Linked DNA regions of Muntiacus reevesi: region 1 is linked to region 2. Evidence: chromatin contacts called from public Hi-C data. All regions are on one chromosome and are shown on one strand. Each heading gives the region's core, a stretch centred on a gene start, on an enhancer-like site or on the middle of the called end of the contact. The rest is flanking DNA. Distances are from core to core; before and after follow the strand shown. Region 1 holds the start of PHLDB3 (pleckstrin homology like domain family B member 3). Region 2 holds the start of CXCL17 (C-X-C motif chemokine ligand 17).

Region 1 (7,371 bases), core at 3,089-5,588, 190 kb after region 2:
GGATTCTCTACCACTTGAGCCACCAGGGAAACCCAAGAGTTTGCATATCACAACTAAAAGGTTCTGCATGCCACAATGAAGATCGAAAATCCCATGTGCCCCAACTAAAACTCAGCAGAGCCAAATAAATAAATATCAATAAATACTTAATAAAAGAGAAGAGAAAAGTAAAGGAAGTGTAGGGGGCAGACTGTGGTCAAGAAGAAAGAAGGTGGGATGGAGGGAAGAGATGGGGAATACAGGTGAGAGATGACAGTGGAAAAGCAGACAAGATGGAGCTCAGGTGTGGTTTGGACTGCCAGGCTGAGGAACCCTTATCCAGGGTCTGTGAGGAGTCATGGAAAGATTGAAAGGCTGGAGTAGGATCTGGGTATGGAATCATCCTTCTGGGAGATAGGTTTGAGGGGTTGAGACCAGCTCCTTCCTGGGCAATAGGTTTGAGGGGTTGAGACCAGCTCCTGAGTCCTCTGGGCAATAAGAATGAGATCTTAGGCTTCCCTGGTGGTCCAGTGGTTAAGAATCTGCTTGCCAATGCAGGGGACACGGGTTCAATCCCTGGTCTGGGAAGATCCCACATGCTGCAGGTCAACTACTCTAGAGCCCAAGTGCCGCAACAAGAGAAGCTACAGCAACAAGAAGCCCCAGCACTACAACCAGAGAGTAGCCTCCGCTCATCGCAATTAGAGAAAGCCTGCACGCAGCAACGAAGAACCAGTCCAGCCAAAAATTAATAAATAATAAAAATTAAAAAAAAAAAAAAAGAATGTGACCTCGCCCGAGGTCTAAGCAGGGCAGATACAAAGGAGACAGACTAGCAAGAGAGATTCAGGGAGCACAAAGAACAGGATGTGGTTACTGACAGCTTGGGGTGAGAGATAAGGAGGCGTGCAGAGCGAGGCCCAGGACTCTGGCCTGGGGACCAAAGGGACGGTGAGACGGGACAGTGTGGAAAAGGGAGGTGCTGAGGTCAGCACTGGGTATGGTGAATGAGAAGGGGCCAGACTCCTGGATCTAAGGCAGGAGGGGTGGGGACCTGGACCCCTGGGTCTGAGGGAGGAGGGGCTGGGGTTTGGAAACCCAGGTCCTAGGGGAAGAAGGAGCATCTAGGAACCAACATCCTAGAAATCAGGACACATAGGTCTAGATTTTGAAAGAGAAATCGGAGCTGGGAGAAATACAGGCTCTTTGAGGTGACTGAAGACTCAGGATCCAACCCCAGGAAATTCCAACATGTAAGATAAGGGCAAAGAGAGAGACTGATAGAATTACAAAGTTACCATTTTCCAACCTACAGCACTCTCCGGTCAAGCAATGATCACCAATAGATGTTAAAGCCTTTAGGTAAATAACTACTAGGAAGGAATCAGAGTGACCTCACTGGGATCTGGAGAATCAGAGACAACAGCCCCCTGGCCCAGTGCCCAAGAAGCACCACAGCACATCTGAATCTGATCCATCTTCTACATTTAATCAACCACCTGCTTCCAGGAAGCGAAACAAGATAAAGGACACCCCCGGCATGCAACTGGTCACATACTGACCATGGGACAGAGGACTCGGTTTCTTCAACAAAGAGTATGGGGGAAAAAAACAGTAGGCAAGGACCATTAGAGGAGAAACAGCATACACAAGGCGTTTCAACCAATTACAATATACTGGCCTTTGGGGAACCTAATTCAAACAGCCAACTGTTAACCATTGTTTTTGAGACAGTTTGGGACCCATGGAAACGGACTGGAGATGAGATAGTAATTCTTCAGATGTGATAATGACAATAGGGTGATGTTTTCTTAAAAGAGTTCTTAAAGAACTAAAGTATTTACTGTCAACATGATGTCTGGTACTGGATTTCAAATCTAGGGACAGGGAAGCCAACGGGAGGACGTGAAACAGGAAAAGAGGATTAATCCCGGCTGAACTGGGGAGCGCACCACATGGCGACTGGCTATTTTTTGTTGGTTTGAGATTTTTCACAAAACGACATTTAAAGAGCAAAGAGAGATGGGGCAAAGAACACGCCCCAGTGAGTCAGGCCCCAAAGTCATAGAGGAGGGAGGGAGGAGGGAAACAGAGAGAGGCATAGGTCCCTGCCACTGCCCACCCCCAGCCCCAGTATCATGGCTTGGAGAACAGGGGTGTAACCCCGGCCCCAGGTCCCAGGAGCACCACAGGAGTGTCTGTCCAACAAGGAAGAGAACCGACGGTGAAGATCCAGCCGGGCAAACACACCTGTTCCCGCTGCTCCTGGCCGCCCTTCTCTGAGTCCACCTGCTGCCCTAGCAGCTCGCGAAGCTGCTCCTCCTCCCGCCGAGCGGCCACTCGCTCCCCAGCCAGCTCACCCCGCAGGAGGGCCACCTCCACCTCCATCTGCAGAGAGAAGGCAAGAGCTGGGGCCCAGAGGCCTGGGTCTGAGAGTAAGGAAGGGGCGGTGGCGCGCGGACGCCTGGGTCTGAGCGAAGGACCTGGGAATCCGAACTCCTGGATTCGGAGAGAGTAAGGAGCTGGAGGCCTGAGACTCTGCTCCCACGGTTGTAAAGGACTGGAAGCCTGGCCTGACGGGGTTGGGGCCTGCAGCCTCACCTCGATCCTCAGTTCCTTCCTCTGACGCTGTAACTCCTTCACTCGCTGCTCCATCAAAGCCACGCGAGTCAGTGCCTCCAGCTGCTGCGCGCGAAGCCGCCGCGCCGCCCCTCGCACCGCGTCTCCAGACCGAGCGGGTGCGGGGGGCGTGGCCGGGGTCTGAACTGAAGACTGAGCCTCCGCCTGAGGTTGGAGAGAGCCAGTCAGCTGGGGAGGACTCGCCCCCTGCATCACTAAATAGGTCCCTGGGGTGGGGGCAGTGGGGGATCTGAGTTAGCGACCCTCAGCCACCAAGCTCTTTTATCCGAGGCGGGGAGGGTGCAGGTCCGATGACCGTTCGGCCCCAGGAGGTGGCCCAGGGGCCCGCAGTCCGGGGAGGGGGCACAGAGCCGACTCAAGGACGCTGTTTCCCATTCTCTTGGCCTCACGTCTTCGAAGATCATGCATCTCTTTCGCTCTCCCGGGATCTCTGAGTCTTTCCCCCTTTTCTCTGGGCTTCATCTTCCTGATTCAGTATGTCTTCTGTCTCCGAATCGCTATTTTTCTTTCTCCCTCGGAGTATCCCCCGTTTCAAGGTTTCTCTGTCTCTGTTTCTCTGAGCATCTTTGTTTCTGGGTTTCTGTCTGTGTCTATCCTCAGCTCTCTGAGTCTCTTGTCTCTGGTCTCGAGGGTCCCTTGACTCCTTTGGATCTTTGTCTCCCCGTTTCCCTGTCTCTGGGTCTCTATCTGGTCTCCCTTATACCTGGCTCTCTGTGTCTCTGTCACCCGCTCGGGTCTGCTCCTCGGGGTCCCCCCCGCCCCGTGACTCTCGCCCCCCGGGTCCCTCACCGCATCGTGGCTGCTCTCGGTGCTGCTGCCTTCTCCCACTTCTTCCTCTTCTTTCGCCTGCTGCTCAGCTCCTTGGCCGCTCGGAAGCTCTGCCGGGGCCTCGGGCGCCTCCCGCTCGCGGGAGTCTTTGGGGTGCCCCCGGGGTTTGGGGGCCCCCTGAGATTGGATCTCTGTGTCGCACTCCGGGGCCGCCGCCGGCGGGGCCCCCAGGTCCGGGCTGCTCCGCGTCCCCATGGCCGCTGAGAACTCGCGTCGGGTGGGCGGGGCCTAGGGTTCCGGAGGCGTTGGGGGTGTGGCCCAGGGGGCCGGCGCGTCCCGCCCGAAAGCTGCGGAGAGCGCTCCAGAGGCGGGGCCTGAGAGTTCAAAGGATGGGACTGAACATTCCAGAGGCGGGGCCTGGAGCTTCTAGGGGCGGGGTTCGTGGCTCCTAGGGCGTCACGCCCCAAGAGGCGGGACCGGAATTTGAGTCCGGGTCCTAGTACGCCCCCTACCGGCGTCTCCCTGCTATCCAGGTGTCGAGCCTTGTACTTTCCCACCCGCCCCGGACTATCCCCTTGGACCACTTTAGAGCGACCCCATCACCATCTGCTTCGCGGACTCAGGAGTTGGGTTCCGCCCTGTCCTCTCTGGAGCCCCGTAGTCTCAGCTCTGACCCCGCTGTGTAAGGGAGCCGTGCCCCTGCCGCCTCACCCAAGGATCGGTGAGTCGGGTCTCCTGGTCGCCCTCTCTCTGGAGAAACCAGGAGCCTTGAGTCCTCGGCTCCTCGGGACCGAGATTCCAGAGCTCCAGCCCCCGCGACCCCCACAGCCCCGGCCCCCTCACCAGCTCAGGCTTCGGCGCGCTCCGTTCTGCGCTCCGGCACAGCAGTTTCTGCCACTGGACAGGTGGCTGGGGAAGAGGGAGGAGAGACAGGCTGCTCGGTCCCCCTCCCCAGCAGCCCGGAAGTGGAGGACCGGGGGACAGCAGGTCCAACAGCTCTCGTGGGAGGAGGGAGCGACCAGCTTGCCCCGCCCGCAGCCGCGGGATCGGGCCATCCGGGCCCCACCGGCCCCACCTTAGGAAAACCCAGCATGACGACCCCCCAGCTCTGCCTCCAGCGCCCCCAGTCCTGCCCCCGGGGGCCAGGCCCCTTGGTCACCTGTGTAAAAGCGCCTCCCTAATGCCCAGACCCTGAGAATCCTCAGAGGAAGAGGGGAGTGGAGGTAGGGGCCTCTCCCCTCTAATGAGCACTTTAGAAGGGCCCCAACCGGTTTGGGGAGCTGGACAAGAGGAGGGGGTGCCCTGAGCTGAGTCAGAGGCCCGCCCAGAGACAGCGGGAAGTGTGGCCCCCCCACCTTGCTTTGGGTGGAGGGCAGAGGTTAAAGGCCTCAGTCAGACCCTTTCCTCTCTGGGCAAAAACAGGAAAATAACTGCTATGTGCGAAAGGATTTTTGGATGTCAGGAGCTGCCTATATAAAGTATAAACATTTTATACACATCAATTTATTTCATCTTTACAGCAGCTTACAGAGAAATTACTATCTGCATTTTATAGTCAGGAAACTGAGGCTGAGGGGGGCAAGTGTACCCAGAGTCTACACATGTTGTTAATGTGAGCACCGTATCAATTCTCTGGAAAAATCCAGTCTTTACCATTAGGCTTACTGTCACTCAAGCCAGGAAGTCCCTGAGAGATCATTCCGAAAGATACTAGCAATAATAGTTAACACTGATAGGAAATCTGCTGTTGTAGGCAGTGTGCCAAGCACTTCATGTATATGAACTCATTGGATCATCACAACACCCTATTATTATTTCTATTATTCCCATTTTACAGACGAGGAAACTGAGGCTGGGAGAATTGAAGTACTTTATTCTGGGTCTCACGGGGCAAGTGGTTTAAACTGAAAACTGTTCGAATCCATGGAGCTGAGAAACCCTACCCCACATATCTGTTTGCCTCTCTCTTACAAGTTACAAAAATCTCCTCCTTCCAGGCTCCTGGGACCTTTATCCTGCCTTGCTCCCTGACCTCTCCAGGGACCAGGACTAAATACAGATACCTCAGCCCAGAAACCCACTGGTTCCCCCAGAAAACAGAAGTCAGATTCAGAGGAGAAAAAAAAGATTTTTATTTAAGAAGCTTGAGGGGGCTAGTAAGGGAGGAGAAGAGGAGAGAGGCCCCAGTGATGGCAAGGCTCCCCTCACCCCACCTAGTGCATTTTTAACGGATGTGAACTGTGAGCCCCTGAGAGTCAGGGTCCGTCAGGAAGGGGGCGTCTGGATCCCACAGCGCATGTTAGCTGGAACAGCAAAGTCTGAAATGAAGAGGCCAAGAGTGAAACAAAGGGGCCCGAGCAGACCATCCGCTTCCCCTCTGCCCCACTGGGGACCCAGGCATCCTAATAGCTCTTCTTCTTTGAGAAACTAAGAGTCAAGACCCTCAGCACCTCCTCCCTCAGACCCAGGTGTCCAGACCCCCAGCTCCCTCCTCCCTCAGATCCAGGAGTCCAGATCCCCAGCCACTCACCTATCTGCTGAGGTTTAGGCAGGTTCAGTTTGTTCATGACCTTGACAAACTCCTCACAGCTGAGGGTGAGCCGAGGGTTCAGAGTCCGCTCCTCCTCCACAGTGGACACTGTGAGCCCTAATGGCCAAGGGAGTGGGGAGGAATGTCAAACTGTCCAGTGCCTCTGGCCTCCCAGAACTACATTTCCCAGGAGGCCTCAGGGTACCTTTCTGGCCCAGGACTAGCAGATTGCTTTCCCCCTAACCAATGGGCACTATGGGAAATGTAGTTTCCCAGTTCCTTAAGTTCTATAAGGAAGTCCCAGGAAAGCCTACGCCTTCGGAATTCTAAGTGTTATATTTTCTACATCTACCCTCAGTACACCTCAGCACTTGATCTTTTTGGCCAGAGAAATTCCTGGGAATTGTAGTCCACAAGCCACAAGAGGATTACAGCATTTCAGGGCTCCCTCTCAAATGCTAAGATGTGTAAATCCCACACCTCCTCCAGGAAGCCCTCACCGTGGTAATCATGAGCAGGGTAGATCAGACAGTTTCCTGGAAGAGTGAAGATCTTTTCATGAACTGAGTGGTACAAGGTCTTAGCGCAGCCTGGAGAAGGAAAAGTCAGAGGTCAGTGGAGCAACAGATGGAGATAAGCTCCCAAACCCCTTCCCTTCAGGAAAAAGACAGGAGGATAAAAATCACTGTAGCTAAACCTTCTCCCTCATTTTCTGCCAGTAGCCGTTTGGGGAGAGAAGGAGAGGTAAGGGAATTCTAGGCAAGTAGAACAGCACATGCAAAGACTTGGGGAATGGTAAGAATTCAGCATGATGGTAAGGAAGGTTGGGATAGGACCCTGAAGCACCAAGTCCCCTCACTCTGAGGATGCTAAGAAAGGATTCTGGGCAGGGAAAGTGGACTAGAAGGTAAGAAATTGAAGACATGAGGTCAAGGGGGAGGATAGAGCCATGGTTTTGACAAGAAGCTCTGAGTCCTAAGTTGGGACAGGGGCAAACCTCTCATAATGTTCTGCCATCTTTTCTTTCAGCCTTTGATCTCATGACTGTGTTGGGGATGAATAAATGGAAGATTACGAACTTCAAAGAGAAAAAGACAGAGACAGAGATGGAAAGATAAGGAAAGAGGAAGCAAGAAGCAGCCTGGGGACATGGCTACCCACAGCCAGCTCGCTAATGCTGTCTCTTTTCTCTCTTCCAGCCTCGCCCTGCAAGGTGGCTGAATCCTCCCAATCTAGTGTCCATCCCATTCACACACGTACTCAAAGGGCAGCTTAACCCTGACACTATGAAACTAAACACCCTTCCCACAGGGAAACTCCTTAATGTAATTGCCTCCAGCAGCTAAACCCCAAGTGTAACATCATGCATGTTACAATGTCAATGGTGTCCAACTCTTTGCAACCCCATGGACTGTAACCTGTCAAGTTCCTCCGCCTGTGGGATTTTTCAGGCA
Region 2 (7,798 bases), core at 2,779-5,278:
CTCAGGAAGACATGAGTGGTGGGCTAGGGAGAGGGCAGGGGGTGAGGGCAGCTCCGGTAATATCTGCTCTGCTCTCAGGGGGATTCAGGGGAGCAAATGGGGATCTCGGCGGTGCACTGTTGTTGTCGATACTGTGTTACTGACCTTGGCACTCACATTCTTGGCCTCCTTCTCGGAGCCACCTCCCAGAAGCCTGGCGTTGGTCCCTCTGGCCTCTGGCGACTCCTGTGGGAAGGAAGCTGGTCACTTCCAGGCACTGGAAAGGGAAGGCGCCAAGGCCCTTTTCCCTGTGCCTCTGGGTCAGCACAGCTCCATCGCGCTTCCTATTTACTGAGGGAGCTAGGGTACTTCAAGAGAGGGGTATCGCCAACGGATAAGGAATCAAAGTATAAAATCTGGCCTAGAGAAAAGCTTAGCTGGAGGTAGGCAGAGAAAGAATAGCTTCTGGATAGAAGAGAGGACAAAAGGTAGGGGTGTTGATCAAGACCTGACAACTTCCCCCATTAAAGCCCCTACCCTACACACGTTATTCTCCTGACTTAAAAAATAAGAGCAAAGAGTAGATTATTCCATAAACCAGTCAAGAACTTCACCTACCTCTGTGCTTGGTTGTATTTGAATCCATAGTCCCCGTTTAACTGTTAATATAGGAGGATGGTATTTACCTTTGTCCTTTTGGAACAAATCCATTTCTCCTTTTGTCTCTATCTAAGTCTGTCTTATCACCTGATGCTCTCTTATGCCCGTTTTGTGTTTCTTGATATCATTACCAAGCTGTTGTTATAGCATTGCACTAATTAAGTGAATCACCATCTCTTTTATTTTGAGGTGAGAAAACCGAGGCCCAGAGAGAGTCAATGCAATGCCCAAGGTCACAGAGTTAATGGTGACTCATCTGGAGCTAAAACCTAGGTCCAAGGCTCTTAGCCTTTTAGTCTCTCTTCGAACCTACATGACCTAATGTCATGGGAGCTATTTATCATAAGTAATTTTCTAATTAATAGGTAATCTTATAAGGAATTAGTCTGCTATTGTAAGTAATTTATTTCTTAACATTGTCATTGCTTCTCAGTTATTTATTTTTTCCCCATTTCCCCATGAAAAGCATATTGCAGGTATGTGGTTGTTTTAAGAGATAAAGCAAGATCAGATTTTATTTGGAGATTTCTGGGCAGGAGGATTGTGTAATGTTATTTCTGCTCACCAGACTTGGTCCAACATTGCAAGTACCCTTGCCTGGGAAACGGGAATTGAGCCTGCAATTGCATTCCCTGGGGGCCTCAGTGAGCTTTCCGGGTCTCATTGCCCTTATGCCTTTGAAGCTACTTGAGAATGAAATTTTACTCTCTCGGTTTATTGAACACTTACTAGGTTCACATTATCCATCATTTACTCTTTACAACAGTTGTACATGCTAAATGGTGTTTTACTCATTTTAAAATGAAGCTTGAAAAGCTTAAGCATCTTGTCCAGGGTTCCAAGGGGCTTCCCAGGTGGTAAAGCAGTCAAGAATCCACCAGCCAAGCAGGAGACGCGGGTTCGGTCCCTGAGTGGGGAAGATCCCCTGGAGAAGGAAATGGCAACCCACTCCAGTATTCTTGCATGGAGAATCCCATGGACAGAGGAGCCTGATGGGCTACAGTCCATGGGGTCACAGAGAGTCGGACATGACTAAGCGCGCGCGCACACACACACACACACCAGGGTTAAAAAGTGAGTGAAGGAGCCAAGATTTGGATCACGGTCGATCCCCTGAATTCAAGTCTGAGTCTAAAGGTCCAGGTGAGTCTAAATGTGTCACCATAGTTGAGAATTATTGGTAAAGCAGTGGCTCCCCTGGGGAGTGGGTTACCCTCCAGGGGATGTTTGGCCATGTCTGGAGATATTTTTGGCTGTATTAACAGGGTGGGGGCGGGGAAAGGCTGCTATTGGCTTCTAGAGGGTAGAGGCCACTCGGATGTTGCTAAACAGGTTAGAGAGACCAGAACAGTGCGCCCTGCCCCCCTTACAAGAGGACTTAATCTCTAATGTCAACAGAGCTGCTATGAAACCCAGGTGTCCAGTCTCTTAAGGGGAACATTTTGAACTTAGAAACCTGAGGATTTATTCTTCCACTTAGATGTATTTGCCTAGCACCTTGCCGGGAATGGCGGCCATGACTGGAGCTTGGAGTCCGGGCTGAGGTCTCCAGCCTGGGAGCCTGTCACAGCGGTGGAAAAGACTTCCCTCCCAGAATGCTGGTCTAGGGCCACCCCCGCCGGGCCATGGGGCCCAGCGGCTTCCAGAGAACTCTATAAGGGAGAAGATTCTGGAAATGGGTGCAGGAGGGTAGACTCCTGATTTTAGGACCCACTCGATGCTGCTGCTAAGTCACGTCAGTCGTGTCTGACTCTATGCGACCCCATAGACGGCAGCCCACCAGGTTCCCGTCCCTGGAATTCTCCAGGCAAGAATACTGGAGTGGGTTGCCATTTTCTTCTCCAGTGTGTGAAAGTGAAGTCGCTTAGTCATGTCTGACTCTTAGTGACCCCATAGACTGCAGCTACCAGGCTCCTCCATCCATGGAATTTCCCAGGCAAGAGTACTGGAGTGGGTTGCCATTGCCTTTTCCCACTCCATGCTGAGTGTGTAACAAAGCTATTTCACCTGAAAGTAGCGCTTGGGGAGATGGTCACTTAGGATGGGAACATAGGTGGGGAGGGGGTCCCTTCTGCACAGTTGTTCTGCTAAGGGCTAGGCCACTCCGGCTGTAGGGGACAGTGGAGCGGATTCGGAACTCCTAACCCAGGATCTGCTTCCTAAAGGTGGGCTGTTCAAACAGGGCCGGTGTGCAGTCTTGCCCCCCCTCAGGCCACAGGCGCGAGGCCTTGTACCCAGAACACAGAAGCAGAGCCGAGAACTAAGGTCACCCCCAAAACTGACTGAGCCCCTTTGTAACTGTTGCCTGGAGAACCCCATGGACAGAGGAACCTGGCGGGCTATAGTCCATAGGTCACAAAGAGTCGGACGTGGCTGAAGTGACATGACACACACATGTAACTGTTGCCAAAAGCCCACGATCATCACTAACAGGCTTCCTGACTCCAAATTAGTCAAAGATGCCCACTCCAGTAAACACCCTATAAAGCCCCAATCAGTCCCCTAATGCCAGCCTTCCAGCAGGAATTGTCCTTGCCTTGAGGCTATAAAAATTGGCTATTAACCCACTAACACCGTCGACTCTCCCTGGCCTGTCAGGAGTTGTCGGCCCGCTGTGCTCGCAGGGCCCACGTTATCTCTGCTCTTTGTTCTTAATAAACTCACTCCCTTCTGTAATGCTCTGTGTCTGGAAATTCTTTTCCAACCGGTGCTCGGATTGCCTCAATAGCTCAGTGTGGTCACAGCTTCAAACACAGGTATTTACCTGGTGGTGTGATTTTTCTGGTTTATCACCTTACCATGAAAAAGCATTAAGAATTATTGGGGCATGTCTGGTGTACTAGGAAGAATATAATCGAGGATGACTGACTGACTGGACGCACACTTGCTTTCAACACCCTCCTTGCACGGCCTCAAGGCTCGGTCCCCAGGACACTCAATACCCCTGAACAGGGGCTGGGGGAGAGGTAAGGTCCTCTTCCGCCAGCTACCCTTGCAGACATTCCATACACACAGGCTCCTTTAACTTCACGACACTCAGGATTTACGTTCAGTTCATTCCTTTTTGTAAATGAAGAAACAGGCACCCAGACAGGCTAACTCACCGCTAATCCCTGTAGCCTGCTGGGGCTACCTTTTACCACGTGTGCGGTCATGCTCTTTCCTGTGTCGCCACATTTCTGCCCCCCTTTTATCTTTCATAGAAAGTGGATTTTTTTTCTTTACCTGTGTGTGAGCTGCTGGAGACTGCAGACATCAGCATTAGTGGCAGCAACAGGAGGAGGGAGGAGATTAGAACCTTCATTTCACCTGTCGATGCTGCTCCGTGGCGACCCTTCAGCAGCTCCCAGTGAGAGGGTCCCCACTTCTCCCGGCGGCTCAGGCCGTGCGTGGAACGTGACTGGGGCGGGGGGCGGGGTCTGCACTTTACTCCCCAGCCAGCGATCTCATTAGAGGGCGGGAAGGGCCGAGTGGCGCTGGCCTTGTTAGGTAACAGGTTGGACCATGTGTTTTATGGGAATCTGGGAGGCAAAACTGGCCAAACAAATGAAGCCTTTGTAGGAACACAAGAGGGTGACTGGTAACCTGGCAGCCATGCTCATCCCCTCCCTCCTCCCTCCCGCCTCTCCACCCCGCAATGTGTTATGATTTCTTCTTGTGGCTCGTGTGAATTTCCTTATACGTTTGAATGACGTTTTCCAGCTTAGTGTCTGGCAGGAAAAGTGAGGGCTAAGGGTTGGCGAAGAGGATGGCACGGCCTGTCTCCCCTCTGCCTTCCCCACTCCCAGCCTTGGCACAGTATCAGATGTTGCCGTGTCCCCACTGTGGACAGCATCCTCCAAGTCTGTGGCCGCATAAGGAGGGAAGCAGAGAGGATGGAGGAGAGGCTCTTCTTGCCCAAACTCTGCCCTGGGGCACTGGGTCAAAGTGCCTGGAGCTTGCTCGCACTCATGTCCATCAAGTTGGTGATGCCATCCAACCAGCTCATCCTCTATCATGCCCTTCTCCTCCTGCCTTCAGTCTTTCCCAGCACAGGGTCTTTTCCAATGAGTCGGCTCTTTGCATCAGGTGGCCAAAGTATTGGAACTTCTTGGTATATGGCCTCATGGCTCCTGCCTAGAGGAGAGGTGCTGGGAGCCGGCACACGAGATCCCACACATGACAAGGTCACGAGGAGAAAGACTGACAGGCAAGGCGGATCAGGTTTTCAGGGATTTCGAAAAGCTGCCCCTGGTGCTCACCTTAAAGATGATATCTGTCTTTCTGATGCTTGCTTCAATAGACTACTCCCTAATTTCTGTGACACAGGCAGAAGGCCTTCCCCGATCTCTTCCCAAATAAGAATCAATTTAGAACTTTAATCAATAAGTTTCCCAGGTGGTGGTATTTTATGAGATTATTCAGGGTGAAAGGAGTGTTTTAATTTAAACTCCTTTGCTGGTAGTTTGTTAGCCAAATGTATTTATGCCCTTTGTACTAATGTGCATGATTGCTTATAATATCCTAATCATAAAATAGCATAAAGAACCTGATTATATAAAAGCCCTAATAGACATAGAGCATTTTTGAGGGGTGAAGGAGTCCTATTAGAAAACACAAGAAAAATTATTCTAAAAGTAGCTATTGGGTTGACATTTGCTTGCTGTGTTTTGCTTGCTGTGTTTTTGCTTTTAATGTGCTAAGGTTGTGTTATAGAAACCATTGTTAATATAGTTAAAGATCTAGAGAAATAAAAACTTAGCCCTAGTGTGGTAACAATGAGATGGTTGTTAATTGTCAGCCAAGAGTGCTAGGCAGAAGCTGCCTCACCAAAGTCGCAGAGTCACTCTGGGGTAAACTTCTTAGATAAACGCAACCGACAACTTCTGCAGAAAGATTAATTTTTGTGTTAACAAGGTTATACTTCTACTCTATACTGTTGCCCTATGAGACTGCTACCTTTCAGTCACCATAGAAACAGAAAATAGGTTTACATTCACCTGACCTATAAAATGTTAATAGGCCCCAAGGCCAGAAGATAATATACAAGACCCTCATAAAGAAGTATGCAGAAAACACCCTGGTTTCGTGAAGGACAAGCTGACGTTATGTTAAACTATCTTCCCCTTAGAAATGTACTAACTTAGGGCATAAAAGCCACGGTAAAAATAAAGGATTGCCAGACTCTGCTGCACCCCCCGTCTGGTCATTCTCTCCACCCCCCCCCCCTCTCTCGCTCCCTCACAGACTTGGCCCTATCAAGGCTGGTCTCACGTGTCTTCTCTCTCTCTCGCTGATGCCGTTCATCCTGAGGGTATCCCCTGGATCATGCTGAGGCTGGACCCCAGCAGAGAGGGACGTGGGTTGGCGGAAGACCCTCAAGGCTTCAGGTCCAAGAGGATTTGAGAAGTAAAAACCACAGTAGGGATAGTGTCTGCCCAGGCTGCTGGGACTCCTGGTGCGAGATCTTGTTTGAAATCAGTCCAAGATGAAAGAGAGAAGTAATACTTCTTGGGGCAAACATCAAGGGTCCAGAAGGGCAGCACTTACTGACATGACTCATTCCAAAGACTTCAGGAGCTGGGCTCAAAAGTAGAAGAGAGACTGGTCTTAAGGGCTGAGAGCTGTTTGTGGGGCTAAAAGAAAGAAAATAAGTGCTTAGTCATGTCCGACTCTTTGCGACACTTTGGACTATAGCCCACCAGGCTCCTCTGTCGACGGGGTTTTCCAGGCAAGATTACTGGAGCAGGTTGCCATGTCCTCCTCCAGGGGATCTTCCTGACCCAGGGACTGAACCCGAGTCTCCTGTGTCTCCTGCATGGCAGGTGGATTCTTTACCTGCTGAGTCGTTGCGGAAGCCCTTGTGGGGCTGAGGGGAAGGTTAACAAGGAAGTCCTCCCTGTTCCTCCAGGCAGGTGTGAGAAAAGGTGGTGTGACTTTGTTCTAGTCCAGAGGAGGGAAGAGGCCAGGCATGGCTTTTGTCTGCTCATCCCTACCCTGTCATTTTCAGATGATTTTCACCTGTGGACCTGTTGGAGACTTGACTGTAGACTTTGCTACGAGGTTTATAAGCATCGGCAGGTGCCTGGCACTTCGCTGGACAGTGGAGACTGTCCTTGAGTTGAAGGTGCCGTCTGAGCTTGGTCTAATGTGTAAAGCACTAATGTGGCTCCTCGCTGGAAAATTATTATCAAAAAAAATTTTTTTATTCATTTACTTATGGTTGCCCTGAGTTGTTGCCTTGCACAGGCTTTCTCTAGTTGCAGTGAGAGGGGGCTACTCTTCACTGTGGTGCTTCTCACTGTGGTTTCTCTTGTGGATCATGGACTCTAGTCACACTGGCTCATTAGCTGTGGCACCCTGGCTTAATTGCTCTGTGGCCTGTGGAATCTTCCTGGACCGGGGATCGATCCCATGCCCCTTGTTTTCGCAGGTGGATTCTTATCCACTGAGCCACTGCTCCCTGGAAATTTTTAACCATGGTCTCTGTCCTCAGAACCCTCAAGTCTAACCAGGGAGACAACACACACTTCATAAAACCTGGGGATATTGTGCGATCAAATTTCAGAAGTGGCAGCAGTTCATGGTGGACGGTGAGTAGCTCCAAAAACTCGGGGTTCAGTGGAACTTGGGCTGGGTCTGGAGGGTGGGGTAGGGTTTCTGTTGATGGAAGGCAGGGAGGAGGGCAGGGCTGAGAAGGAGTACAGAGCTGACTGGGTGGGGATTTTTGAGGCAGGGCTGTTAATTGTTCACTTGTAAGTTCCTAAACTTACGTAGGGCCTGGCACTTTGTGGGTGCTCTGCAAATATTTGTTGAACTGACTGATATTTTTGTAAGCCTTTATCTAGACCTGCTATGTTAGAAAGCATGTGAAAGCGCAGTCCATTATCGGGAAAACATTTTTCTGATAGAAGGTCACGCACACACATGGAGCCTGAGGTGGTGTTTTACTTCCTCATTAAGTCCTCCTCCAGTCTGCCCCAAGGCTGCTAATCAAGGGGCTCCTCCTGCAGCTTCCTCCAGGTCCTCTCAATCTGTTCACCCCCATCGTCTCCCCAAGTCCTGGCTCACTATCGGTTCACTCCATCTGATTTTCCCCTCTATGGACTTGCAAAGGGATGTCGGGTCCTATTTCCCATGGGAGAGGACTTTGGGTCTCTCAGCTGCATTGATGTAAGAC

What was found. Hi-C and Micro-C count contacts between places; a contact is called where the count stands out from the background.
Region 1: a contact with region 2 is called in a Hi-C map of muscle, with 4 times the contacts expected there. The contact joins the promoter of PHLDB3 here to the promoter of CXCL17 in region 2. A contact is called at or near these places in 2 of 3 Hi-C or Micro-C datasets (blood and muscle).

The regions. Positions count from the first base shown.
Region 1 is chr2:263,750,874-263,758,244 of mMunRee1.1, forward strand. It overlaps PHLDB3 (pleckstrin homology like domain family B member 3), which reads right to left and starts at 4,339. Exons shown (of 15, transcript XM_065920619.1): 1 at 4,231-4,339; 2 at 3,409-3,761; 3 at 2,581-2,763; 4 at 2,230-2,367. The coding sequence starts at 3,642. ETHE1 (ETHE1 persulfide dioxygenase) reads right to left here. Exons shown (of 7, transcript XM_065926238.1): 5 at 6,418-6,507; 6 at 5,918-6,034; 7 at 5,486-5,705. The coding sequence ends at 5,653.
Region 2 is chr2:263,558,912-263,566,709 of mMunRee1.1, forward strand. CXCL17 (C-X-C motif chemokine ligand 17) reads right to left here and starts at 4,029. Exons shown (of 4, transcript XM_065920607.1): 1 at 3,865-4,029; 2 at 145-225. The coding sequence starts at 3,943.